4 separate regions of the Mus musculus genome follow, and regions 2, 3 and 4 are each linked to region 1. The links are chromatin contacts, called in public HiChIP or PLAC-seq and promoter capture Hi-C maps. All regions are on one chromosome and are shown on one strand. Each heading gives the region's core, a stretch centred on a gene start, on an enhancer-like site or on the middle of the called end of the contact. The rest is flanking DNA. Distances are from core to core; before and after follow the strand shown. Region 1 holds the start of Rgs6 (regulator of G-protein signaling 6). Region 2 overlaps Rgs6 (regulator of G-protein signaling 6). Region 3 overlaps Rgs6 (regulator of G-protein signaling 6). Region 4 overlaps Rgs6 (regulator of G-protein signaling 6).

Region 1 (6,441 bases), core at 2,091-4,590:
TCGTGTGTGTGTGTGTGTGTGTGTGTGTGTGTGTGTGTGTGCGCGCATGCGTGTGAGCACGGGATACTATGTGGAGGTTAGACAGAGAATAACTTACTGGAATCAGTCTTTTCTTTCCACCATGTGGATTCTGGGGATCCAACTTAGGTCATCAGGCTTGGCTGCAGTACCTTACACACTATGAGAACACTTGTTTGTTTGTTTGTTTTTTCAGGATGCACCATGAGGAAAAGGTGACTCAAAATCAAGTTCCTGTCTTTGTCAAAATGGAAATAACATGGTCCTTAGCTATCAGGATGAAAGACTACATACATAAGCCAGGGAGATGGCTCAGTGGGTGCACATTTGTGACGACATTTGAATTCTCCCGACCCATGTAAGCCAGGCAGGATAGTGTGTGCCTGCAATCCTTGTGTTTCTGCAGGAGACGGGAAACAGAGATAGGAGAATCTCTGGAAGCTTGCAGGCCTTGTGAACACAGCTTCGAACAACCAGGAGACCCTGTCTCAAGTGAAGTGGGAGAAACACTAACACCCAAGGTTTTCCTCTGACCTCCATAGACACACTGTGGTGTCCATTTGTACTCACATATACAAACATACATTGCACATATCACCCCCCCCCCCCAAATAACAAACTACACATAACACACACTGAAGGAAAGTTGAGATGGATATGTAACATGTACTGTTAAATATAACAAATCCATAACCCAAGATGTGGGTTATCTCATACTCAAACTCATTGCCCTCCACAAACCCACAGCCTCTAAATGTTTCAGAGGCGTGTACATGCAACTGTTCTATCTTTGCTCTTAATGAAGTTATTAAAATGAAGTTAACAGAGATGTCCCAATGGCAATTCTATCACAGGCTTAGCTGTAGCCCCTCATCTGGTAATGAAGTGATGAAAAGATTCAGGATTTTATACATTACTATATTTATTTTATACTTTAGAGTTTCTGGAAAGATTGTTCTGTGTAGCAAGGCCTTCAGGAATACGAGGTTGGCTAATGGAAACAGGCAGAGTGGGATTGTACATATTCACAGTGTGATATGCAGAGTGAAATTGTATATATTCACTGAGTAGTGTGCAGAGAGACTGTCTTTTTATCTCAGTTAATGATGAGATAATACTTCAAGGAAACCTGTGAGGGACACTTGTCAAAAGTGATGAGTCTTTAGGGGCTAGAGAGATGACTCGGCGGTTAAGAGCATCTTTTCCAGAGGTGCTGAATTTGGTTCCAAGAACCCTCATTCTGGCTCACAACCAGCTCTAACTCTGGTCCCAGGGGATCTGTCACCTCTTCTGGCCTCCAGCTGGTATTGCACACACAGGGTACACATACATGCAGGCAAAACATCCATACACATAAAATTAAATGAAGACAAAGTCTTTGTTGTTCATCTTGGCGAAGAGAACAATTATACCTCAGTGTATCTTTTTAAGCCATCTCTTCTGAAGTCATATTGAATTACAAAACACATTACACGAGCAGGTGGACAGACTAGTTCGTTTGTTCACTTTATTTGGGTGTTCCTAGTTTCCAACCATCTGTGAATAAGTAACAAATGACTGTGTATTAGGCACTTTCTCTTCCCAGTGGCAAAATACTGGAGACAAACAATTTACAAGAAGGAAAGACTTCTTTTGGCGTCAAGTTTCAGAGATTTTTAGCCTATGGTTTTTTGGTCTTGTGCTTCAAGCTACTGTCTTGGAGGATGCTGGTAGGAGACCTGTATACTGCGTGGAGACTGAGGGAGGAGCTAGTCTCATCATACACCCTTCAGTGGGACCCCTCCATGGACCCAGCTTCCTTCTACTGGGTCCCACCTCTGACTTAAAGTGCTTACCCCTACCAATAGGGCACACACAGGGTTCCTAGGCACATCTTATCTCCAACTTACACTCACTGACCCCTTCAGACTTCAGAGTACAGTTCCTAAAAACAGGTCACTCTTAGTGTGGCTAGCACACTAGCTTTATGTGAGGAAACAACACAGACATGTCTATTTTCTTGAATCAGTATATTATAGAAATCCATGGTTATAGGTGTTATTTACAGGGGTTGGATCCTACCCAAGGCCACCTTCTGAGTTAGCAGCCTTGTCCTCGGGCCTCGCTCAATCAGAAGCCATCTTTAACAATCTGCCATTTTAGAAGAATGGATTTACATTCAGAAGAATCTATTTACCTTTAACTGATGTTCTTTGTTATTTGCATATTTATGCACAGCAGTGTTGACAAACATGCATATTGCCAAGGAAACTTTAAATTTTCACCCCCAGAGCCATAAAGATGAAGAGTCCAGATCATTCATCCCCAATGACTTGGAGTAATTTATTTATTTTTTTCTGTGATTAATACACTAAAGTATAAATTACTGATTTATTATTGGTGTTGGTAACATTGACATACATACACATCTACTGGTAACTATTTAGTACCAACCACCTTGTCCTACCTCCAACTACAGTTCCCTAAAATAATTTGAGACAGGCCTTCATGTAGTCCAGTGTGACTCACGGACTCCCTAAGTAGCCAAAGCTGGCCTCGAACTTCTGTTCTTTCTGCTTCCAGCCCCTGAGTATTACAGGTGGATACCATCTCTGTCGGGGTTTACTCAGTGCTGGGGAAAGCACTATATTAGGTGAGCTACATCTGCAACCCAGTCATAAGTCATCAAAAATCACGTTTCAGGACTCTCAGGTTAAAATGTCCATTCAAGTTACCCTTGTTCATTTGAATGTCAAAGCTTCTCTTCTTGCCCAAGGATATTGTGCATAGTTTCCCCCTTAGATTCCCTTTTGTATTGTTTCAAGATAGTATCAACCACAAAGCGCTCCCAACGCTGTGTGGTGTAAACGTTGAATAAATAAAACCACGAGATTAGCAACAATATCTCTGACGAACGCACTGGCTCATTTTAATTTAGAGGGCGCCAGCCCCACGTCAGTGAGGGATTCAAAAGCTACCGGGACAGCACCTCAGGCCAGAATCGTGAGCACCTTGGCGCCACTAAAGTTTCAGTACACGGTCATCCTGGCAGCAAGGAGAGGAGCCTTGGCTTGTTTAACACAGTCCCTCAGTTTTCTAGGTAGCTGCTCGGTTGCCTGGAATCTGCAGATTATTTTTTTCCTCGCTTGCTGCACAGGGCCTGATCCGTACCCCGGGCGGCGCCGGGACAGGTGAGCCTGGCGGCGGCGACCTAAGAACGTGCTCAGGTGTCAGGGTCCCGCTCATAGCGCGTGGCTCAGGCCAGGTGCGGGCGCCCAGGTGCGCGGCGCGAGGCTGCAGCTGCTCTGGGTCCCCGACAGCGGGCGCCGCTGCGGCAGCGGCCGAGCCGAGCGCCTGGGCTGCGCGACTCCGGGCAGCTCCTTGGCGATCGGCCCCCACCGGGTGGCCAAGAACTCCGCCCGGGGGCGCCCCGGGGTCCCTGTTGCTGCGGGCGCCGAGGGGGCGGTTCCGGTCCGGACCAGCGAGGGGCGAGGGAAACACCCCGGGAGCCCCGCGCCCTGGCACCATGAGACCCGCCGCGCCTCCTCCCGGGTCCGGAGCTGTACAGTGTGCTCGCTGAGCCCCCTGCGGTCGCCGCCTCGTAGAGTGGCACCAAGAAGGTGGAAGAGGAGGAGAAGGCGACACTCGGGAGAGCAGTGCCCGGACAGATTTGGCCGCTCCTCCACCCCCCGAGAGCTGGCGACTCCCGGGTTCCCCAGCCTTATCATGAGCCGGGCGCCAGCCGGGCTTTAGGAGAAACTGAGACGCCGGAGCGAGTCGAGACAATTCTTTGGTTGCTAAGGTAATTGTAGTTGGACAAAAAAGGGACAAGAAAAGAACCCGGAGGAAAAGGAATGGAAGCCGCACCCGCGCCCCGATCTGTGTGGCTTGCATTCCTCGGGGGTGGGCGCTTGTCCATTTCGGATGCGTGACAGGTGCGGGTGTGTGTCTGCAGTTTGGGACTGTGCAGGGCGAGCTTACGTAAGTGACTCGGCGAGCTGGCATGCGGACTTGTGTGGGATGGGTGCAGGTCTGCGTGGAAATCGCCTTCCCGGCTTTGGGGTGGGACGCGCTCCGAGCCTGGGCCTGGAGGGCGTGCGGGGCCCCGAAGGCTTTCTCTTCTTCCCAGCCATCCGCTCGGAGAGCGCAGGTGGGGGAATCTACCTCCAGCAACTTTTCCTGAGAATAAGCTCCCGATTTGTGGGTTGAAAGGGCGAGGCTCCGTGGTGAGGTGAGGACCGCAGGGGCGGGTGGTGAGGTCTGAGGCTTGGGAGTTGCTTTCACAGACGGTAGGTATAGGCTTTTCTGAGCAGGTCAGGCTGCTTAAAAAGTGTGATGAGGGAAGTGACCCAGAAAATTTAAATTTGTTCAGAGGAAAAGCTGCGGGTTTTCATTCTTTTTTAATTTGACAAAGTGGGTGCGTTTTCTCTCTCACGGAGACAGTGGCATTTCTAAGTCTGCAAATAAATTGAACATGTTTTGAATCTCGTTGGTTTGGAATTATTCTCGCAGCATCAGTGCCTGCTTAGAAACTGGACCTGTAGGTAAGTTCTGATAAAAGCCCTTTAGCAGCCCTAAAGGAAAACTTGAAAGGCAACCAGGAGGAGGTTAAAGCCCACCATTTCATCTTTTTCTCTCCAGGGAGAATGGGAGAGTAAGACCTGGGTTGGTGTTTATCAGGCTGTTAGAGGATGGGTTGCCAGTATGTGCGCGATGCGTCGAAGCCCTTTGCTGTCCGAGGATAGTACACTATAAACAAGGCTCCCACAAGTCAGTTTCACAACTAGGTAGATGGGCAATTGTGTGGAGTTGGATCTGGGCTGCCTGAAAGTTTCTGTGACTTCTATATTTATTCTTGCTCTGAACTTACTTTGCATTAGAAGGGACGTATCCCTTCAAAGTGGAGAACAGAGGGAAACAGGACAGTTCCCACAGACACACCTTTGTAAGCCAAAGCCTTTATGCACGGGTACTGCAGAGATGATAAATTGTTTGAGTTCTTTCGCTGCTAGGGCTGTTAATCTAAATCGTGTAGCTACCGAGGTGATCTTGGGCACTGTAAGCTCCAGTGTGGGGAAAGCTTCCTTCCACTAACTCCTTCCTTCCCTAAAGCAGCTGTAGAGTTTAGAAATGTCAGCTGTCGGGAGGTATTCCGGTGAAGGTGTTTTTCTTTCCATAGTCTTAACTTTGCTCTTCATTCACCTTCTGAAATTTCAGTTAACATTCACTGAGCTTATTCTGCTGAGAGACTTTCAGTAAAACGTTTTTCTTTGAAGCTATCAATTCGTCACATCAAATCTGACAGGAAAAGGATGCCTGTGTGGCTTCGAGGTCTCTTTAAATGAGACTTATTTGTTTATTTATGATTTATGAAATCAGATAACCAACATAATTTTTTTTTCTAAATCAGCAAACACTTATGGGGAAAAAGACTCATTGGGCAATGGAATTTGCCAGTAAATTTCAAGATCTTACTGTCCCACATGAATGGACGTGTGTGTGTGTGTGTGTGTGTGTGTGTGTGTGTGTGTGTGTGTGTGAAGGCAAGATCATTCTGATCCCTTTGTTTCTGGTTTTCTCTCATATGTTTTTATTCTCTGAGGTCCTGCACATTCCAGGGGTTAAACATGGAGATAAAAGAGAGAAGCTGTCTACCACATTTTTTTTTCTTTTTCTTTTCAAAAGGGATGCTCTCAGAGGGCTCAATACTGGGATTAATTTTTTTCCTTTAGCTCCCCAGCTAGTCTTAATTCTTGGTGCTTTGAACCTCAGTATGCATTTAACCTCCTTGTTTATTTTCAGGGCGTCTGGGAGAATTCATTTAATGAAGTTCATCTTCATTGTAACATATGGTGCCATATAAATAATTACTCTAATACTATCTGTCCTGCCATATAGAAAGGAATAGAAATACAAAATAAACCTTTCCGCAGAATGATATGGGTAGAAAATGGTCAAAAGCAAAAACAAAAAACAAAACAGTTTTACTTTCCCCTCGTGATTAGAGACGTATCATTCACCTATTGGAAACAATTTGGGGAAAAGAAAGACTCTCTGCAATGTCCCACAGACGCTGACACAGCTGTTGCCATACATTCCTCCAGGTGTTAAGCTTGGTAAGTCTTCATGGGGCCCCCCTCTCTTACCTCTGGATTTTCAAATCTCATAAATTGAAGTTCTGTCTTGTCGAATGCTTGGGAAAGAATTGCTAATATCTTAGGTGATTTCAGTAGGATCAGGCTGCAGTGTTCATTTTCGGTCCTTATTTTCAAACATAGTCCTCTATCCTTTGGAAGGCAGAGTTCGAGCTTCCAGCTGAAAGGAACTGGGACTGGGGAGGAGCTGGGATGGGGCGCCCCACCCTTTCCAACGTGGGCCGCTATTCAGGTGGGAGACCTGAGTTGTGGCTGCAGTTTGTCTGTAACTCTTCTGGAAGGGCAGGGA
Region 2 (6,441 bases), core at 1,074-3,573, 430 kb after region 1:
ATTATTTCCAGAACTGTTCTTTTTCATGTCTGTATGTGCTTATATATGTGTGTGATTAATAAAATAGGAATTTTTCTGCTGTAAAGAATATCATTTCACCCTATATATTTGTACTGGCTAGTTTTGTGTGTCAACTTGACACAGGCTGGAGTTATCACAGAGAAAGGAGCTTCCGTTGAGGAAATGCCTCCATGACATCCAGCTGTGGAGCATTTTCTCTGTTGGTGATCAAGGAAGGAGGCCCCACTGTGGTTGGGACCATCCCTGGGCTGGTAGTCTTGGGTTCTATAAGAGAGCAAGCTGAGCAAGCCAGGGGAAGAAAGCCAGTAAGAAACATCCCTCCATGGCCTCTGCATCAGCTCCTGCTTCCTGACCTGCTTGAGTTCCAGTCCTGACTTCCTTTAGTGATAAACAGCAAGGTGGAAGTGTAAGCTGAATAAACCATTTCCTCCACAACTTGCTTCTTGGTCATGATGTGTGTGCAGGAATAGAAACCCTGGCTAGGACAGTATTCTTGGTTGATGTGGTATTTTCCAATCAGAATAGTAGTTCAATAAATATTTATTGCATGAATGAGTCATGGTTTACTTCCTTTCTTGTTAGAAGAATTTTATACTGATGCCCTTTCAATAAATATGTTTATATGTAAAAGATACAGTAGAAAGGCATACTACAGCACACATGAAGCACAGCATGTAACTGCTGGTCATAAACATATTCTTACATACAGGGATACAGTACGCAAGCAGTGGAAGGTTCTTGAGTACTCTGGTGTAATGCATATTCCTGTATTGTGAGTTGTTAAATTACTTTTAGTGGTGCTGGAGTGATGGCTCAGTTGCTAAGGTGTTTGTCACACAAGTGTGAGACATGAGTTCAGATCTCTAGAACCCACTTAAAGCTGGGTATGACCATGAGCCTATAATTCCTGTACTGGGAAAACAGACATAGGTAGATTCCTGTAGCTCACTGGACAGACAGACAGACAGACAGCGTAGCTGAGTAGATGAGCTCCAGATTCAATAAGAAACCTTACTTTTCAGGAGGCAGAAGAAGACGAATCTCCAAGTTTGAGGTCAGCCTGGTCTACAGAGTGAGTTCCAGGACAGCCAGGGCTACACAGAGAAATCCTGTCTCAGAGAGAGAGACAGAGACAGAAACAGAGACAGAGAGAGAGAGAGGCCCTGTCTCAAGAATGACGTAAAGAGTAGCTGAAGGAGGTGTGTGCATTCATCTCTGACATACAAATGCATGTGTAAAATACTTGTACACGCACCCACATAGCATGTACATAACACAGAAAGAGAGAGAGAGAGAGATGCAATTGGCCTCAGGAAGACAGCTTCTAGGTCAGTGTCTTGGGCTCTAGGGAACAGAGTAACTCCGCTGTGTGTGTTACACTGTGCCGTGTTATCAGTCTGTAAGTCCCTGCAGGGCGTCTTACAAAGGTAAGCTCTAAAAACCAACAGTGGAAACAGAAGGCAGCAGTTATTTTCCGATGAAACAGAAATGAATCTTCTTCAAATTCTTTTGTGGAGAGAAAGGAAAGGACAGTCGCTGGAGTTGGTGGAGAGAGAGGAAAAATTAAAAGCAAATGCTTGCTCCCGTTGCTGTGTGGACTGTTCCCATCTGGCTATAACATGCCTAGTTGGAGCACTTTCATAATATTATGACATATTTGCCTTTCCTGCTTATTGTGGGGCTGAACCACAGTGGTTCATTTCCAGCCCCAAAGCTGGGGTAGGCCATTTGTGGATCAGTCAGTCCTTAGAAGCAGGAAATAGCACTCCTAAAAAGCAGTGAGGGGGAAGCGGACCCATCCCTAAGCATCCTCCAGCATGCTTGCCGCAGGCCACAGAATGGTACCCACTGTGTGTGAGAGACAGTGACGGAACAGCAGATAAAGTATCCTTACCCAGGATAGCCAAGAATAGCAGCTTAATCCCCACATGGCAACTGCCAGTGTCACTATACCAGGACACAAAACCCAGCTCTGTGGTCCCCAAAGTGTTAGTGGGAGGAGAAAAGTGCTTAATTGCTATCCTTTAGCTCAGTGAAGGTGACCAGGGTTTGGTAGAGCCAGAGAAAAATTGGACCAGAAACTGAGTGCCAAAGAGGGTTAGAAATCCAGACAATGGGCCTGGGGCCTGGGGAGGGTGGGTAGGAGAGCAGGGAAGGAGTTTCAATGTGAATGAATACTAATTAGTGACATGGATATTAATGATGACAGTAATTAACAGGGGAAAGGAAGGGCTGTCATTGTCCCAGAGTGAGCAATCAATCTTGGCAGGTGATAAATAATGGCTGAGCAAGCTCAGCGGAAAGATAATCCACAGGCCCCGGGGAGAGTCGGAGTGATCCTGGAAGCCTCTCGGTTTCCAGGCAACCCACAGAAAAGAACTATTTTTCTTTAAGGAAAAAAAAAAAAAAAAGAACAGGTTAGTGTCTCTCCCCCACCCCCAGTTTGGGATTACAGTTCTTAGCTGATGTCTGTTTTGTTCTGCATTTCCTAGAACAAATAACAGAACTTCTGCGATGTGGGGGGAAAATGAGCATGCGCACACACGTACCCACGGAGGTACAAGTGAACGCCCTCTCAAAGGATGGGAACGGATTGAAGTGTTTTTACATCCAGTTTCGGCTCATAGATGTGGTCCGGAAGCTCGGGTGGGAAGCTTCCTAGTCTTGCCTTAGAGGCTGACATGTGAGGAAATGGAATTGTCAATGAGGGCTGACCCCAGGCAAAGCCCATGAGGACAAGGGTAAAGCCCTGGCAGCGCCAAGGCACTGGCATTGAGCCACACAGAAATCAGACACCAAAGGTCCAGGCTGTCCCGCCATCAGAGATCTCACTTCTAGTCTAATGATCAAATGTCTGAAATTTTTGATTCTCAAAAAAAGAGTGTCTCAGTAAATTCCTCTGTTGGATCTCATTCACCTGTCTGGGAAGCTAGCCAGGCAGCGATTAGCCTGCTAATCTAATCTACCCTCCCCTGCCTGCTTTCCCTCACACACACACACACACACACACACACACACACACACACACACACACACACACACACCAGGGTTTCAGACCTGCTCTCGACTCAGATCTGGAAATATTGTTCCTTTGAACCCATTTTCTATCAAAGTATGATAAAGCCATGTTTAGAGGTCTGTGTAAAATGAAATCTTCGGGTGACATGGTGGGTAGATCAGATATTTGGAATCTTGCAGATATTGGGTTCCTGCATGCCTGTGATGTACCTGGAGGCCTGGATCCTAAAATCCTGACTATAGAGGCAAACGAATGAGAACCAACACAGAGATATCAGTACCCAAAAGCTGGGTCAGGTGGGGCTGTGTGTACTCTGATGGAGCTGCACTGACCACCCTGGCGACCCAGATCCTCTCTCTCTCTGTGTTTGTTACGTATCGCCCAGGGAGCAGTGATAGCTAGTCTCGGTAAGAGATCTCTGTAAGGGACTGTCTCCATCTGTAAACTCCTAAGAAAGGAAGTTTAGACCTGGACCGCCCCCTCCCCACAAAGAAGACTTTGCTGTGCTTCTGAGCCTCGTCAGGAAGAAGGCTTTCCCAGCTCCACAGAATTGAGCTACTGGGGACCTTGGCACATCAATAATACACACTCCCTCAGGGATTCCCCTGCTCTCTACACACTCCTGTGTGAGCTAAGCTGCTCTTGGTTCTAGGTGCATCTTTTTAAAGGAAGATAGTAAAAGGGAGTTTGTTCAGGGACTGTGGCCCATGGCAAGGGGCTCCAGACCAAACCATGGGATGAATGCAGGTCTGCCACACTGGAACACTGATGACTGATCGGAGGACTGACCAAAATCTGACAGGATGGTCTCAGAGTAATGAGGTCTGGGTTCAGGTTCACTGTTCTGTCACCAGAAGACAAAACCAAGAGGAAGAATTTCTGTTCAAGCGTGACTTACCCTAGAGCACACTGCCGGGCAGGGAGTTCGTGAGTCCCTAAGAACTGGGCTTATTCCAAACACAGATAATGCCTCTCACGAGGACCCCAAAGAGTCCTACATTTTCATGGTGAGATCCACGACCCCATCCATACTGTGTGTCTGTTTCACTCAGTCTCCCAGAGAACTAAGGGAAGGGTCTGGGAGGTGTGCATGGCCCACACAGGAGTTTTCACAGGCCAGATCAGGACGTGGTATAGGTCATTCTACCCACGCCTATAATTAGTATAGTAGGTTCACAGCCTTCTTCAGGGGTGGGGGTTGGATATGTAAGGTAGCTGGGGCCCGAAGCAAAATGGAGACGCTGCGAGTGAAGACTCCGAAGTGTCTACTGCAGACCCAGAGGCATGTTGATTCAGAATGGACTCACAGCTGAAATGAATGGGTTTTTCAAGAACCTTGAAGTCTCCTGAGCTGGTTAGCCCTTGTCGGTAGGCATGATGCCAAGGACGAAATGTTCTGGGAGCAGGCATACTCAGGTCTTGCCAGCCTGTCTTGGGGAAACCACTGAAATCCATGTCCTCAGTAAGTTTCTGACGGATGCTCCCTAGAAATGCAGATAAAACTGAGACCTCAGAAGTGAATTTGGATTTTTCGTTTTGGTTTGTTTGGTTGGTTTGATCGGTAGGTTTTTATTTTTTCTTCCTTTCTTTTTCCTGTTTGTTTTTCTTCCTTTCTTGTAAAAAGATTGGAATATAGGGAGTGCAGCTCAACTGGTTGCCTAGAATGCATGAAGCCCTGTGTTTGAGCCCCAGGACTGTAGAAACTAGGCACGGTGGTGCAAGACTGGGATCTCAGCATCCTCGTCTGTATAGAAAATTCAAGGCCAGCCTGGGATGCACCAAAGCCTTGTCCATTAAAGAAGGAAGAAAAGGAGGGATAACAATGATTGCATCATAACCGTGGAAATGTTCCAGTGGATAGGAAAGGCTGGGTACCATGGGAAAGTATCAATACTGTGCATCTCTTGGACTATGTGCTGCTGGGCTTAGGATAGCTTAGGACTCTGGTGAAGACGTTACATCTGCTACCAATGAGATCTTCAACTGTGATTGCTTTGTCCTTGCAGGTACTGACATTGTACAGTGGCTTATGAAGAACCTTTCCATTGAGGACCCAGGTACTTGACCCTTGACCTTTACCTTGGCCTTTACCTTGACCCTTGACCTTGCCTTTACCTGCCCTGGTGTTGGTACACATGCCATAGCCAACTTCTCCAAGGGGCTCCTACAGTCTTGAAAAGAAGGCTTATCATTGTGGGGTCCAGGATGTGGGATCATTGTATTTGCAGATAGAAGTCGTTCATTTTCTCCACTGAATGCCTATCATCACGTTAAAAAAAAAAATCACCCTTTGAGGAAGTGAGCCACTATTTAGAATGCCAAAGAGCTCATCACAATAGCGTGGGAAATGAGATGAATTCTCTCGTTAGCCGTAGCAATTAAAGATAAGTTGTAGCCCTGTCACCGAGCAGCCTTCTAGAAGCAGCTCTTAAAATTAGATTGTCTGATCCACAATTAAGATGTTTAATTATTTGCTAAAACTCCTTCTGTTTTCCGCTCCTGCAAGAAGTGAGGAAGTGATTTTTTTTCAACTCTAATTGTGCATTTCAACCAGGCAAAGCCCACCAGAAAGAAAAGAAAAAAAAAAAGGCAAAACTCTGATCAATGAGACGGTTCCCACAGCTGCCCTTCCATCAGAAAATATTCAGAAAAAATGTCTAATTTACAGTCTAATTAGAAAATGGGGGAGATGCCTCCAGGAAAAAAAAAAGAAACTTCTAAGCAGCTAAAGTTGCTTTTCATCAGTGTGCTGCAAGTCTAGGGTTTGTTTTCTGCATTCGGCACACATTCACTTGTCTGGTTTCACTGGTGTTATGAACACTCAAAGATCACACTTACAGTTATCTACTCTGGGGTTCCCATTAGTGCCAAGTGAACCCAGGGCCTGTTCTTATTGGGCGAGCATTCTACCACTGAGCTACATAGACCCAGCCCTCTCCTCTGATGTTCTTAATGACCCTCCTCGGAGGACAAAGTTAACGCAAGTTAAGTGAACCCCAATCTCCGTGCTTTCTGAGAATTTACAGCAAGTGCTCACACCAAATGTCAGGCCTCTGATTCTGATTCTCTGTTGAAATCAATATGCCACCCCAGCCTTGCGTTTTCACCTGACTTTGTTAATCTACGGTTGAGTGGATAACAATGCAATTTCAAGTAATTCAATTAAATGAAGTTGATGGAAACAAGCGAGTGGTTGTCGGAAGTAACCCTGGCCCTTTTCATGCCCTGGATCGGTGGCCACTCTGGCAACTCACAAAAATTCTTAATTTGAGTGAAGTTTTTAGCTCACAAGGAAAAGAAGCACAGGCACTATGCCGGTTAGTAGCTAGACCCCTTGGTATCTCCTTCCCTTGGTGTTTCCATCAGACAGTCTGGGCTTCTGGTTGCTCATCTGTGCAACC
Region 3 (6,441 bases), core at 2,504-5,003, 370 kb after region 1:
ACGTCCCTAAAGAAGCGGAACACTTTGAAGAAGCTGCAAACTTCTCTAAACCACAGTCCAGTCATGTGATCTCAAGGAGGCTTCCATTTCTAAAAAGATGATCACTCTTCCTCCCTTTTGCTCAGCACTAATTCAGTGAATCATGTCTATTGCTTATGTAAAAGAAATCCCAGTGGGTAGTGTAATGGCTGCTGTCATTCTGTTATTTGGAGGATCCCTGTACCTGTGCTGGGTGCTAAGCTCCTTGTAGAAGAGCACCCTTATTACTGAGGCTCACCCAGGCAGAACCAACCAAGCTGGCCAAATGATTTCTCTGCTTCACCTGGCTGTCAGATTGGGGCCACCTGCTCCTTGATTGGCACAGGGCACGTAGGGCCAAACATGTTCACTAAGACATGGGTCTTCACATCAAAGGATGTCAGGGAACTTACTGTGTTGTTCCCTGGGAACACAAGGTGTCAAAGTGAGATGAAACTGAACCGTCAGGAAAATATAAGCCAGTTTCTGTCTCCCCCATCCCCAGGGAGGTGAAGAAGGGTGGTAGCTAAGATTTCTGCTGATCTGAGAGGGCAGAAAAGTTACTATTTGATAGATTCTGATGACATACTGCATTCAGGAAGACTTGGGTAGGAATTACAGCTTTGTTACACACCAGCTCTGAGGCCTTCTGGGTCTCCATGCTGACATCTTTACTACAGAACTTTTAAGATGGAGAAACAAATTAGAAATCTGTTCAAGATATTTGACCGCACTTCTCAGTGCTTTTATAAGTTCCTAAGGCCTTCTTATAAATTCTTGGGAATTCTCCAAAACGCATGACAAGGAACTTCAGAGAGAGTGTGTTGTAGTGGGTGATGGTCCAGCATCAGGAAGAGTTGCCTTGTCTGACTCAATGGTGAAATCAGCCACCTAAACCAGGACAGTGTATGAGTGTATTAACGTAGATGGTAAGTACCGACTGTATATTGAATTTCTGCATTCTTAAAGTGGGTTGGTTCCAAAGGCACCCTAAATCTAATACATCCATTCTGATTGCCTACCAAATATCTGTTGTGGCTTTGACAATTTTTAAAAGTGCCTTCCGTCAGAGCCTTACTATATTTTGCTGTAGAGTAAACCATCCCAGGTCAGTGGCATAGACACATTGGCTTCTTCCTTCCAAATGAGCAAGGAAGCTGGGGTTGGGTTGCCTAAGATACGGGGTTACTCACTGAGAATGTCTCACATCTTTCTTGGGACATCAACTATCTAAGGTTGAGAGCTGGCGTGCACAGGCACCTGCTGAGCGCATGCCACACTATTCAGTAACAGCAGCCAGGCAAGTCTCATGACAAAATGTCAATGGCAGATTTTATTTCCACCATGAGGCCAGGGCAGGGACTACAGTGTATCAATACTGAGGCAGAGTCAGGCATTAGAACCAGCAATTCCTTCTCTATTCTTGTGATGCTGTGAACCACTCAGGATGGAATCCCCTTTACAGTCCAGTAAGGAATTGGCAGTCCTTTTGTCCTTTGTGCCTTTTTTTCTGTTTTCACTCCATAGCCTGGCTGGTCTTGAACTTGTGATGTTCTCCTCCCTACTTCTCTGGTGCTGGGATTACAGACATAAGCAACCACACCCAGCAAGACTGGTCTTTTGATCTGGCTATTACCTCTAATGAACAGTGCACTTCTTGGTATATTGTGGACCAACATAATGAGATCCGTGCATCTTTAGTAAACACGTCCTTCTGAAATTCCATCACTTGGGGAAGCAACTGGGCAGAGGAGAAAGGAGCCATGGAGAACTCCTCTGGGCAGCCAGTTCTTCCCATTTGACCCACAGTGGCAGAGACTGATTATTCTTACTGTCTAATGCCTACTCAGAAGTCTAACTGAATTGAATTATTGGCTTCCCGTCAATCCTCAAAGGTGCTTCTGGTTTTCTCACAGCAACCATCAAAGTAACCGATGCCTCTGGTTTCAAACAGCACACCAGATCAAACGCATAGATTACTTTTAAAATGTGACCATTTTTCTAGCACTAGCTCTTCTTCACCATCGATGAGTGATACTCGGCTGCTTATTTGGTTGAGTTGAGCTTAGACTTGAGCAGAAGCTGAGGCGGATAATGGAAATGGGAATTAGATTGCTTCTTAGACTATAATTAAATAGAACAGAGATGATCAGGCTGCAGGGAAAGACTCCCCTGCCTGTGAGATACTCCCTGTCATCTGAAGGGCTGGGGCCTTAGGATTCTTTCTCAGTCTCTCATTCATTCATTCATTCATTCATTCATTCATTCATGTATTTATTTAGTGATGCTTGGGATGGGATGCAGGATATTTTACATTCTAGACAAGTATTCTGCCTTGGAGCCTCATTCTTAGTCCCTCTTTCTCAGTACTTTTGCAGCAAAACCAAGAAATCTTCAGGGAAGGGTGGCTTTCACACTTGGCTGGTTTTCTGTGAATCCTGTTGTAAGGCAGAATGGCTCGGGGTTAAAAACCGGAGCCCTGGAGTCTACAACTAGATTCTAAGTTGGCTCTGCCACTGGGCATCTGTGGGACCTGGTGATGGCTGAGGGAGTTCTTAGCCTCTGCCATAGCCATTGATATTGACTACAGATGTGTAGCTCTCTGCTCCTGACAACCAGAAGATATAGTGCCTTGAGTCCTGGCTTAGATGTCTAGTTCTAATCAAAGACTTGTGAGCAAGTACATTCTGTGTGTGTTGATGAGAATGTATTCTGAATGCCTGGTAGGCGTTTTTATCATCTTAATGGTGGCAATGATATTACAGCATGTCCTAACTTTGTATCTAACAACACATCTATTGCTACCAAAGCAATTACTAGTCCCGTGTCTTTGAGAAACTCAGTTTACCCCTGAAATGCCATCATAGCATGTGGAACTAGAGGAAAGTAAGTTATAGCTTTAGGTTTCTGTCTTTAAAATTATGTGATCCCAATAAAGACTTACTCAGAGAATTTATCCCAAGATATTTCTATTGGTTATGGAATCAAAACTGTGTCAATAGTACATGCTAGCCTCTCCCCTTCTCTAGCTGTTCCACCTCCCCTAACAAAAAGATCCATATCCCTGTTACAAACGTTCCTATATCCTGTTCTGGACATTTCTGCCCAGGAAATTCCATTGGCTTGTGAATCCATGCCTACAGACATGTGTCCTTTTTAGCCGATCACTCCCCTGCTCTGTTTCTCCCAATGGAACTGCTGCTGTGCACTGTGGTCTCTGCCAAAGGAATTCCTGCCTGAACTTCCCAGTGACTGATTCGTGTTGACATTTTAGGGTGAACTTTAGGAAACTGCCATTCCTTGGAGTCAGTTCTGGTGGTTTTCTATGGTTTAAATTTACTTTGAGAAAGAGAAGAAATCTCATCACACACGATGTTCATGTTGGTATCCTATTAAGGACTCCAATCACTTCTCCCTTCCTCTGTTCACTAAGGGTTTGTTCCTACAGAACATGCTCTGATGTTCTCATGCCCAGAAGACACTGAGACTGTTGCCTGACTGACTCGGGTTTTCCCTGATGCCTGTTATTAACACTTATACACACTGGGACTATTTGATAAAGGCTTCCCTTCTTACAACTGTGCAAGAAAACAACTAACACCTCTTTTCTTCAACCTCTTTCAGATTGAGGACATCATTACAAAGATGCAAGATGACAAGACAGGGGGTGTGCCCATCAGAACAGTTAAGAGCTTTCTCTCCAAAATCCCCAGTGTCGTCACAGGTAACATATCCTTAGAAGGTGTCACTGACAACCAGAATGACTATTAAAGAGTTATGTGATTTAGACAGTGATGTGGAGGTGTCTAGGGAACGGAAGATTAACATGAAAACCTCTATGAGGATCTTGACTCGACGCCCCTCCCAGTCTCGGTTTTTAGTAAAAGCCTACACTTTGCACATCATTAAGAACCACTTTAGTGTTATGAGCCTTTCAAGCGTGTGTAGCTACTGCCTCTGGGAGTAGATGAACTGACAGGTTAGCAGTGTGGCCTGTGGCTATAAACAAATGCCGACGTGCTTATAAACATTAAGCAGGCTTCATTTTGTTGGGGCTTGTTTGTTTGCCTGTTTCACTGGGGACATGACTATACTATGTAACTCAGACTGATCTTGAAACTGTAGTCTTCATGCCTCGGTCTCCCAGTGCTGGGATAACAGGTATGTACCACCATGCCTAGCTCCATTTAAGCACATTTAAAGGAAAATTTCATGTCTTAAGAAATGCTCAAATTCTATAAAGTGCTTTTGCTAAGTTTTTAATCTACTGTGCTCCAACTCCTTTTAGAAAGGAATTTTAAAATATTGCTCTGCATCCTGTTACTTTTTTGTGGTTCAATATAGTCAAGCTTCTTTCTTCAGAAATTAAGATTTTCTTATTTTTTAATTGTGTGTACACACATGCATGCACACATAAGTAGGGGTGTCTATAAAAGCCAGAAGGAGGCATGAAGTGCCCTCCGGCTGGGGTTACTGGTGGTTGTGAGCCTCCCAGTGTGGATGTGGGAACTGAACTCAGGTCCTCAGCAAAAGCAGCATCGTACTGTCAACTGCTGAGGGGCCTTTCCAGCCCCCCTTTAAAGTCTTTGTGAAATATATTAGATATGCCTATAGTTACAAAAAAAATCATAGAGACGTCACATAGCATTTTGCTTTATAAATAACATCAACATCTTAGAGTCCTCTTGTTAAGTGCTAGTAAATTGAATTCCCCTCCCTGTTTGTTCTCTATTTTAGTTGATTAAGTCCTTGTTTTTTCTTCATAGCTTTCTTGTAGAGTGTGTATCCCTTGCTATCCAAACAAATAAGTAAATGGACTTAGGCAAAAGTTCTGGTGATCCTTTCATTTCCAAAATTTAGCTATTTGCTTTCCAAAATTCAGGAGCCATCAGAACTAGGTATTTGTCATGCACCTCGGTAGCTAAAATGAGAACTTAAAATATTCTGGTGGTGCTGGTATGGCATGGGGGAGTTGGAGCTTTGTCTTGTTGTTGATGGGAGTGTGAAATGTTGCAGCTACCCTCAATGGAGTTTGACAGTTTCTTAGCGATATAGACATTGCTTATGCCTCCTGGGTGTTTACTCACAAGATAGGAGTCTTTGTGATAGGCTTTCCCCTTTTTAGAGCAAGCTGATTTTGAACTTGCTATGTACTCCAGGCTGACCTTGAACTTTTGCCTCAACCTCCCAAGTACTAGACTTACAAATGTGTGCCATCAGACCTGAAACTAGATGCATCTAACAAAAATCTTTATGTCTTGTATTGTTGTAAGCTATATTAGGTAAAGGAGATTCCTTGGCCCAGTATATAGGCTTGAGAAAGTTGTGAGTTTGAGAAAATAGATCCAAGGATAGTGTTGGTTCGCTCTGAGTTGAGATTGGGAAGGGCATCAGATGGTTCTGTCTAGGACACAGTTTGAAATAATGGATTGAATATCTGGAGACATTTTATAGAAAAAAATATAAATGGGAGAGTCATGATGTCCAAGGACTTGACAGGATACTACAATTTCCATGTGTTTATCTATAAGGTACTCCCTACCTAGTTAAGAGATAACCTGCTTGCCCATACCTTCTGGGATTTTGAGTTTGGAGTTTCCCCCATTGACATATCAAAGAAATTTTTGTAACTCCTATTAGGAACTCCTAAGTAAATTCTTAGCTATTCCTTGGGTAAAGTTGATAAAGAAACTTCTGCACTCCATCTGTGTCTAGCTAGGTTGGGATTGGGAAGGCCCCAAAGGAAATATACTGAAATAAGAGAATGGCATATTTAGGAGGAGAAGATAAAAGGCAAACTATTACTACAAAATTGCATTCTTAAAAGGTGAGAAATGAAGAACTGCAAGGGTGAGACTTAGCAAATAAATGTTCTGTGGGGAAATGGATAGAAAGTTGGAGAGGGGAGAACAAAGTAGAAACCATTATCAGATCATCACCAAGGCTCAGCAAGCCTTATTTGCAAGAAGCACAGAGCCATGCCTTAGCAGCTCCCCATACAGAGGTGTAGATTCTAAGCACAATGTCCACAGAAGGTCACTTCAATGTCACTGGATAGCAGATGAGCCTCCTCAGATCTCCTTTCCTGCATAGTAACTGGGTCACAAAGATGATAATTGAAGCAAGAGGCAAGTTTCCCAAGTTCCCAGTTTCCAACCCTATCTCCTCCCCACCTGTCCAGCGAGAGGCAGACAGATCCTGGGCAGCATGCCTACCAACTCCATGAAAGCAGCCATGTCACACAGCCTTGCCCAGCTGTCACTGACAGCCATTCCAAGATAATTCCCCAACACCTGAATGTCCTAAAGAATTTTCCAGCAACTTTGAAGATTAATCTCCTCCAAGCTAACCTCAGAAACCCAACTCCTAGCATATAGGAGCTCTAAGAGACATCTAATTTCACTTGGTTTTATAGGAAGGAAA
Region 4 (6,441 bases), core at 2,658-5,157, 300 kb after region 1:
TTAAAAAATAGAGATATATGTATATAATATATAACATATATATCATATGTATAACATATGCATATATACAATATATGTGTGGATGTAATATATATGTATATATGTGTATATGTGTGTATATATATATATATATATATATATATATATATATATATATACACACACACATATATATATATAACCAAGTGTCTGGCCTTCAGGCTACAGTTGGCTTTCAGTGCATTGCACTGGAGGCAACACTGGCTTTGGCTAATAGATACAAAGCTGGAGTAAATGACTGAGTTCCAAGGAGAAGCTGAGCTTTAGCTAGCCTGTGATAGACATAAAGCATAGCTGAGAAATAAGCCTCATTGGTTTAAGCCATTTAAATGTGGGCAATTTGTTACCCAGAACAACCTAACCTGTCATTACTAATATAGGTCCACCTGACATTACAGTTCAGAGAACCCTGCTTCCTGCCCTCCCTGTGGACTCCAAGTGGTGTTCTGTTATGGAAAATTTTTATTGTGTTTTATATGCAATAGTGGCATGAGGAAAGACTGTTCTGTTGACCATATATTTCTGCTAGTATTTTGTAAATAAATAATTTAACTTTACAATTTCTCTACTGTTATAAAATTTCTTTTTTTGTTTGTTTGTTTTTTTGTTTGTTTGTTTTGTTTTGTTTTTGAGACAGGGTTTCTCTGTATAGTACTGGCTGTCCTGGAACTCACTTTGTAGACCAGGCTGGCCTCGAACTCAGAAATTCGCCTGCCTCTGCCTCCCAAGTACTGGGATTAAAGGCGTGCACCACCATGCCCGGCTTAAAATTTCTTTAAAACATCACCTGAAAGGATTTGTTTGTTTGTTTGTTTGTTTGTTTCTCTTGTGATGAAGAAAATCCTTTAGCTGAGTCACAAGCCTTGCCTTAAGGAAAAAATGCAGCAGGAGTATACAGTTCTGTTATTTGTACGCCACAAGGTAAATTATGGGACTTCTGATTGGTGGTAAAATGTACATTTGTTGGTCCCATTATAACTAGCCCGTCTTCAATACTGTCAGGTCTAGACTCTTGTTTACCTCAAACTTCATTACTGTACAGCTCAGGCTGACCTTGAACTTGCTGTGCAGATGATGCTGTCATTAAACTTGCAAGTGTCCTGCCTCAGCAGCCAGAGTGCTGCTATTGTAGGTATGTGTCATCTAGCCTGACCAGGCCTTTTGCTTGATAGCGTGGACCTGTAACTCTCTTTCCCACCTTCCTTTACACACATAGAGTCCTCCCATTTATTTATTTATTTATTTATTTATTTATGCCTGTATAAGAGTTGCCCTTTTCCACAACCCCTGTTCCTTCTCTTGGGTCTGGTCAGTTGCTTTTCTGTGTAATATGCTACCCAACAACCTTAGATTATTGTACAGTGTGAGCTTTACTCAGTTCTTTATGCTCAAAGAAGGATACGAAGGAGAACCTTCCATGTCTCAAGATTGTAACTCTCAGGGAACCTGCAAGACAGAAGGCAGAATGCTTGTGCCACTCGGGGAACATCCTGTTCCTGCCAGTAGAGCTTTGGACCTCACGAAATCAGAGGCATGAAGGGAAAATTCCCTGCTCCATCTGACGGGAGGGACTGACAATAGACACATGAACAGAAGACAAGATACACAAATGTATGAACATTCTGTTGGTCACACCCTGTGTGTAACCTACCAATAGCTCAATGAAGTTGAAATGCTTATGAGTTGAGAAATACAGGCTATTGTGAGGCATCATCGGTGATTGTTAGGGATAAGGAATGGGCCTGGGAAACAGAGAGGAACTTGCAGAATCATCCTTGGAATTTGAATGAACCTAAAAGAAGAGTCTATCCAGGTGTGCCACATCCCTAGGTCTTTTATTCTGTAGGTAATGAGTTTTCAGAGAAGTGAGGGAAGGTCATTAAGTTCTATTTGTGGGATACAGGTCTTAAATCCACAAGGTGTCCTGTGCCTGCAAGAGTGGAAGTTGACCCAGGGGAGAAAGAAATGGGAAACTGAGGTGGTATCAAAGAGGCATATCAAGGGCTGCCTGAAGTTTTCTGAGTCCCAACAAGGTCTGGGTTCCTCAGCATCTTAGCAGTGGTTCTCAGCGTGTGCTCTTCCTAGAATCATGTATAAAGACATGTATCATAAAGTGTTGTAGGCTAGTATCACAGATGAGGCTGTATACAGATCAAGATACATATTTATAGAGGATATTAGTCTGGTTTGGGATACTATAACAACTGCCTTGGATAATTAGCTTATAAAAAGGAGTTCTTATGGCTCACAGTCTCAGAGGCTACAGTCAATGTCTGGTTGGCTACGATGCTTTTGGGCTTATGTTAAAATAATAAGCCATTGTGGCAATGTAAAATAAAACTGTTCACTAATATCCTAGACAGAAAGACAGAAAGAGGAAAATTCTGGGTCCCCAGGATACCCTTCAAGCTCATATAGATAATGACTAGAGGACTTCCTACTAGATTCTACCTCTTAAAGATTCTTCTCCCTCCTAGAAATGTCATGAGAGGACATTTATCTGAACTATAAGATCCTTAAAGAGGACAACTGCCTCTTTAAGGCACTCAGTGGAAGACCTGGGGTGGGTAGAGAAGGAAGGAGGAGGAGGAAGAGAGAGAGGTTGGGGGAGAAGGGGGAGAGAGGGAGGAGAGAGAGAGAGGAGTAAGCATCTTTATCTGAAGAAAAGGGTAAAAATAGTAGGCAGATTTATGGCTGGTCAACTTGAATAGATTATCTGATGGTTGGCCACAGGGTAATCACAGTAACAACACAATGGTCCAAAGTGGTTAAAGAAAAGAGGTTGGGAGTATAGATTTAACTTATTACTCAATCAATTATTACTGATTGGTTCTGGGAATTAGGGCCAAAGTAATGCCTCCCCAACACTATTGCTAAGATAATATACCAAAATTCCAGGAGTCATACAGCTACCAAATTCCATTATTGATGATCTGCTATGTTTGGTAAGAGTGACTTTAGCAACATTCAAGTTATTTTAGTTTTAAATTTTAAATGATCAAAGTAACCCCTTGATCTTCAGTTTTAGAAATTCTAATGAAAAGTTAGTGACTGCAGGCAATTGTTAACTTACTCCTGTGGGCATTGGATCAAGGCTTATCCAGTATCTCCGAGGGCTATGGACACACCCACAATCATGCCATTGGATGGCCAGCACCTCCCAGAGGAGTGTTCAGAATTCTCTTAAAACCCTTTCATCTTTAGTAGTGTTAAAAGATACTCAGGAATCCAGTATTTGCAGGCACTACGGGTTTGCTTTGTACTAATGATGTTGTGATGACCCAAGTAGATGGTCATCTAGACATTTATAATATTAACAATATGTCCTGACAAGGGTTGAGCCAAGTCCTATACAATGCTTAGATTCTTCAGAGCCACTTCATAGCATTTCCCCTGCCCATTTTGGGTCCTACTGATTCGCTCCAAAATGAGACAATAGCTGGGCAGCCTTGAAGTGTAATCCTTAAGATGGGGGATAAAGGGCAAGGTGAACTTCACTGTGACTCTAGACAAAGGCCAGCACACCCAAGAACATCCCACAGACCCTGTTTGTCACCCAACAGAGTGCTGCATCTAGGAGGCCTGCTTGGGAAAGGGGGAGGGACACTTCTGCCACTAGAGCAAGCTTGAAACCCTGTGGCTTCAACATTATTTATGGGGAAAGAAACTAAGAATAAGAACAATACTGAGTCTGAACAACAAATTCCTTAAGACCTAGGAACATCTTGTGCTCATATACTGTTATAATTTAATCCAAATAGGTTGGAGCGGCATAATTCAATCTGAGGCAAAGAACGGCTTTGTACACAGCTGAATCATTTTAGAGCTCTCTGGAGATTTGATTACAGAAAAATTCAAAGAATTTCTTTGTGCTCTCCCACCCTCACAGAGCTGCCCCAAGGCCTGAATTTGAGAGTCTCTGTTACAGAGAGGCACTCCTCCTCAGACAAGCTAAAATGCACCCCATGTCTTCATGGGGCACACTTAAATCAGGGCTCATATATTGTATCTCATCAAATTCCCTGGCTCAGTTCTCTAACTGGGGTGACAATTCAAAGACCAGGCAGTTCATTTATGTTACAAGAATGCCAGATTTTAATGTCTTCCAAAGGGGTGTTCTTTGTCTTCTCTAAGGGGGTGTCACTTTGTATTGTGTTCTAGGGAATTAAGCCACTTCACAATTCAGTAGCCATGAGAAACACCTCCTCCAATGTCTACAGGAGCAAGCCTGGGAGGTATCTGAGTTTCAGATTTCTGCTGTACATATCATTTTTGCTTTGTTTTAGTTCTGTGTGTATATATGCACATGTGTGTGCATGTTTCCATTTGCGGATATAGGTACCAGCGTGGGAGAGAGGCCTCAGTGTTGTTCCTTGGGAGCTAGCCAGTCACTTTGTATTGTTTAAACACTGGTCTAGAGTTTTCTGAATAGGCTGGCCAGAAAGCACTAGGGAATTAGCTGTCCCTACCTCCCCAGTGCTGGGATAGTAAACCCAGCTCACGTATTGTTTTTATTAATACTTAAGGGGATCTTGATTTGAAGTTAGAAGAGAGAGGTTGGGTCTTCATGCTTATTAACTATCAGGTTAGCCTTATGGATTTATCCATCCATCAGATAGGGCGAAGAAGATCTCTTTCATGGAGATGACTGTAAAGATCACTTATCCTCAACTTGGTGTCATGGGGGACTCTAAGGAGACTCATGTGTTTGTATGAACAACATGGAGATGACATACATTAAGAGACATTAGGAGGAGGTGGGGGTGGCGGCATAGACCAGGAGGTGTGCCCTGGTGCAGATGTGTGGGTGGGCAGGCGCCAGATGTTCTTCTGTGCTTCCTAGCTGCTATACTGATGGCATCCTTATCACCGCCCTTAATTGCATTGTTGGTGAGATCAACTACAGACTGGGAACAGGGGAAACAATCTCAGTGCCTCAGCTGAAAGACTGTTCTCAAGGTCTGCAGAGACCAGACTGAGTGTAGTGCAGCCAATAATGCCTGCTGTGCAAACGGGGAACGGGAACGGCACCTGCCAGCATATGTAGGCGGCTTGTTTGATTTTGTTTTGGCTTGATATCGGAAAAATTTTGATTAAATATATTTTAGAAATCAGATTTCACAATAAATACATTCTTAAACCTCCTTTAAAAATCAGATAAATATTGGCACTGAGTGGCCGTTGTTGCAGCTCCTTTTTAATGTGGCATGTGATTCGAGGTTTGCCACAGTCCCCTTCATTCCCTACTGCCTTACCTCCTGCACTGTTTATTCCACTAGGAAATTTGGCATCTGATATCTGGAGTGCTATGTAAAACCCCTTATGGTGCGTTCAGCGAACACGCGATAAACCTGATTCGAGGGGGTTGATTTGGAGAACACGTGGGAGAAGGCTGACATATGGTACGCGTAGAGTATGGTTGCTGCTAATAATGCTGTGAAATCAGGTCAGGGTTGGGAGGAACGCTCACTGACCAGGTGTGTCAGGTAGCAGAGTAAAGCGCCTCAGCAGGCATGCGCATGCGCACTCCTCCAGCTTACCCAGACCGTCTCATTCTAGCTTCTCTTTAGTCGTGGAAAAATTTTAATATTTCCTTTAAGGTTTCACATAGCTGAATATTTTAATCAGAATATCGTAGCAAAATGGTATCATAGCAAAAGTATGACTTAGGTATCCCAGTAAGTGCCAACAGAATGATCAGAGTATTCCATCATGTTTTACTGTTATCAGAGTATTAGCATCATCATTACTGTTACTGTGAAGTCTATAGTATTGGAGGGATTGGTTTTATTTTAGCTTTTGTATTTTTTTTAAAAGCCGGGTTCTCGCTATATAGTCCAGGATAACCTGTTATTCACGTTATTACCCATACTTGGACCTCGCAGTCCTCCTGCTTCACCCTCCCAATCGCAAAGTTGATATACCAGGCTTCTTTAAGTTGGTATTTTTGTCGAGGTTTGTTTCTCACTATGGTGAGATGTCTTTAACAGCAAACTGCTAATTTTTAGAAACACAACTGAGGTGAGGATGCTGATTGGGCTTTCCCAATTATAAGAAAAAAAAAATAGATACCCAAACCTAAACATGGCTGCGACTTCCCTGGTGTCCTAACGTGCGGTGCTAGGGGCTTGAGGGATGCTTCACAGGTTGAGTGCTTATTGTTCTTGAGGGAGGCCAGGTTGGGTTCCCAGCTATCCACATGAGGCAGCTCACAACTACCTATAACTACACATACACAAACACACACACACACACACACACACACACACACACACATGCACACATAGATCTTTAAAATGTAGTGCTAGATAGAAAAGGGTATTTAATGAAAGGCATTGAAGGTACCCAGTGACTGGTACTCCACTGAAGATCCAGCCTACACTTAGAGATGACTGTTGATTC

The links. Promoter capture Hi-C pulls out the DNA fragments that hold promoters and counts their contacts. HiChIP or PLAC-seq counts read pairs in DNA pulled down with a chosen protein or histone mark.
Region 2: an H3K4me3 HiChIP or PLAC-seq map of forebrain shows a contact between it and region 1, with 3 times the contacts expected there. The contact joins the enhancer-like site here to the promoter of Rgs6 in region 1. A contact is called at or near these places in 2 of 39 promoter capture datasets (embryonic stem cells and liver), 6 of 115 datasets of contacts at active chromatin or transcription factors (embryonic forebrain, embryonic stem cells, fibro-adipogenic progenitors and 2 more) and 3 of 9 other capture datasets (embryonic stem cells, liver and pancreatic islet).
Region 3: an H3K4me3 HiChIP or PLAC-seq map of embryonic basal ganglia shows a contact between it and region 1, with 4 times the contacts expected there. The contact joins the enhancer-like site here to the promoter of Rgs6 in region 1. A contact is called at or near these places in 6 of 39 promoter capture datasets (the HPC-7 cell line, cranial neural crest, epiblast stem cells and 3 more), 10 of 115 datasets of contacts at active chromatin or transcription factors (SST interneurons, craniofacial prominence, embryonic basal ganglia and 7 more) and 1 of 9 other capture datasets (pancreatic islet).
Region 4: a contact with region 1 is called in a promoter capture Hi-C map of stem cell-derived epiblast-like cells, with 2.3 times the contacts expected there. The contact joins the enhancer-like site here to the promoter of Rgs6 in region 1. A contact is called at or near these places in 7 of 39 promoter capture datasets (the HPC-7 cell line, cranial neural crest, frontonasal cranial neural crest and 3 more), 5 of 484 Hi-C or Micro-C datasets (the HL-1 cell line, cardiomyocytes, cerebral cortex and 2 more), 11 of 115 datasets of contacts at active chromatin or transcription factors (astrocytes, craniofacial prominence, embryonic basal ganglia and 8 more) and 3 of 9 other capture datasets (adipose tissue, embryonic stem cells and liver).

Annotation. Positions count from the first base shown.
Region 1 is chr12:82,613,585-82,620,025 of GRCm38.p6, forward strand. Rgs6 (regulator of G-protein signaling 6) reads left to right here and starts at 3,341. Exons shown (of 17, transcript NM_015812.4): 1 at 3,341-3,799.
Region 2 is chr12:83,042,513-83,048,953 of GRCm38.p6, forward strand. Rgs6 (regulator of G-protein signaling 6) reads left to right here. Exons shown (of 17, transcript NM_015812.4): 4 at 5,047-5,097. Among named protein-coding and RNA genes, the nearest start is that of Gm31187, 37 kb to the right of the region's middle. Within about 2 kb of position 2,324, at least 39 of the 459 cell types and tissues checked have an H3K27ac peak or open chromatin away from gene starts, as enhancers often do. A contact at or near this core is called in forebrain and stem cell-derived neural progenitor cells, where this site is marked.
Region 3 is chr12:82,981,653-82,988,093 of GRCm38.p6, forward strand. Rgs6 (regulator of G-protein signaling 6) reads left to right here. Exons shown (of 17, transcript NM_015812.4): 3 at 3,643-3,742. Among named protein-coding and RNA genes, the nearest start is that of Gm31308, 20 kb to the right of the region's middle. Within about 2 kb of position 3,754, at least 3 of the 459 cell types and tissues checked have an H3K27ac peak or open chromatin away from gene starts, as enhancers often do. A contact at or near this core is called in embryonic basal ganglia, where this site is marked.
Region 4 is chr12:82,916,459-82,922,899 of GRCm38.p6, forward strand. The region is part of intron 2 of Rgs6 (regulator of G-protein signaling 6); the gene reads left to right. Among named protein-coding and RNA genes, the nearest start is that of 1700085C21Rik, 19 kb to the right of the region's middle. Within about 2 kb of position 3,908, at least 28 of the 459 cell types and tissues checked have an H3K27ac peak or open chromatin away from gene starts, as enhancers often do. A contact at or near this core is called in astrocytes and craniofacial prominence, where this site is marked.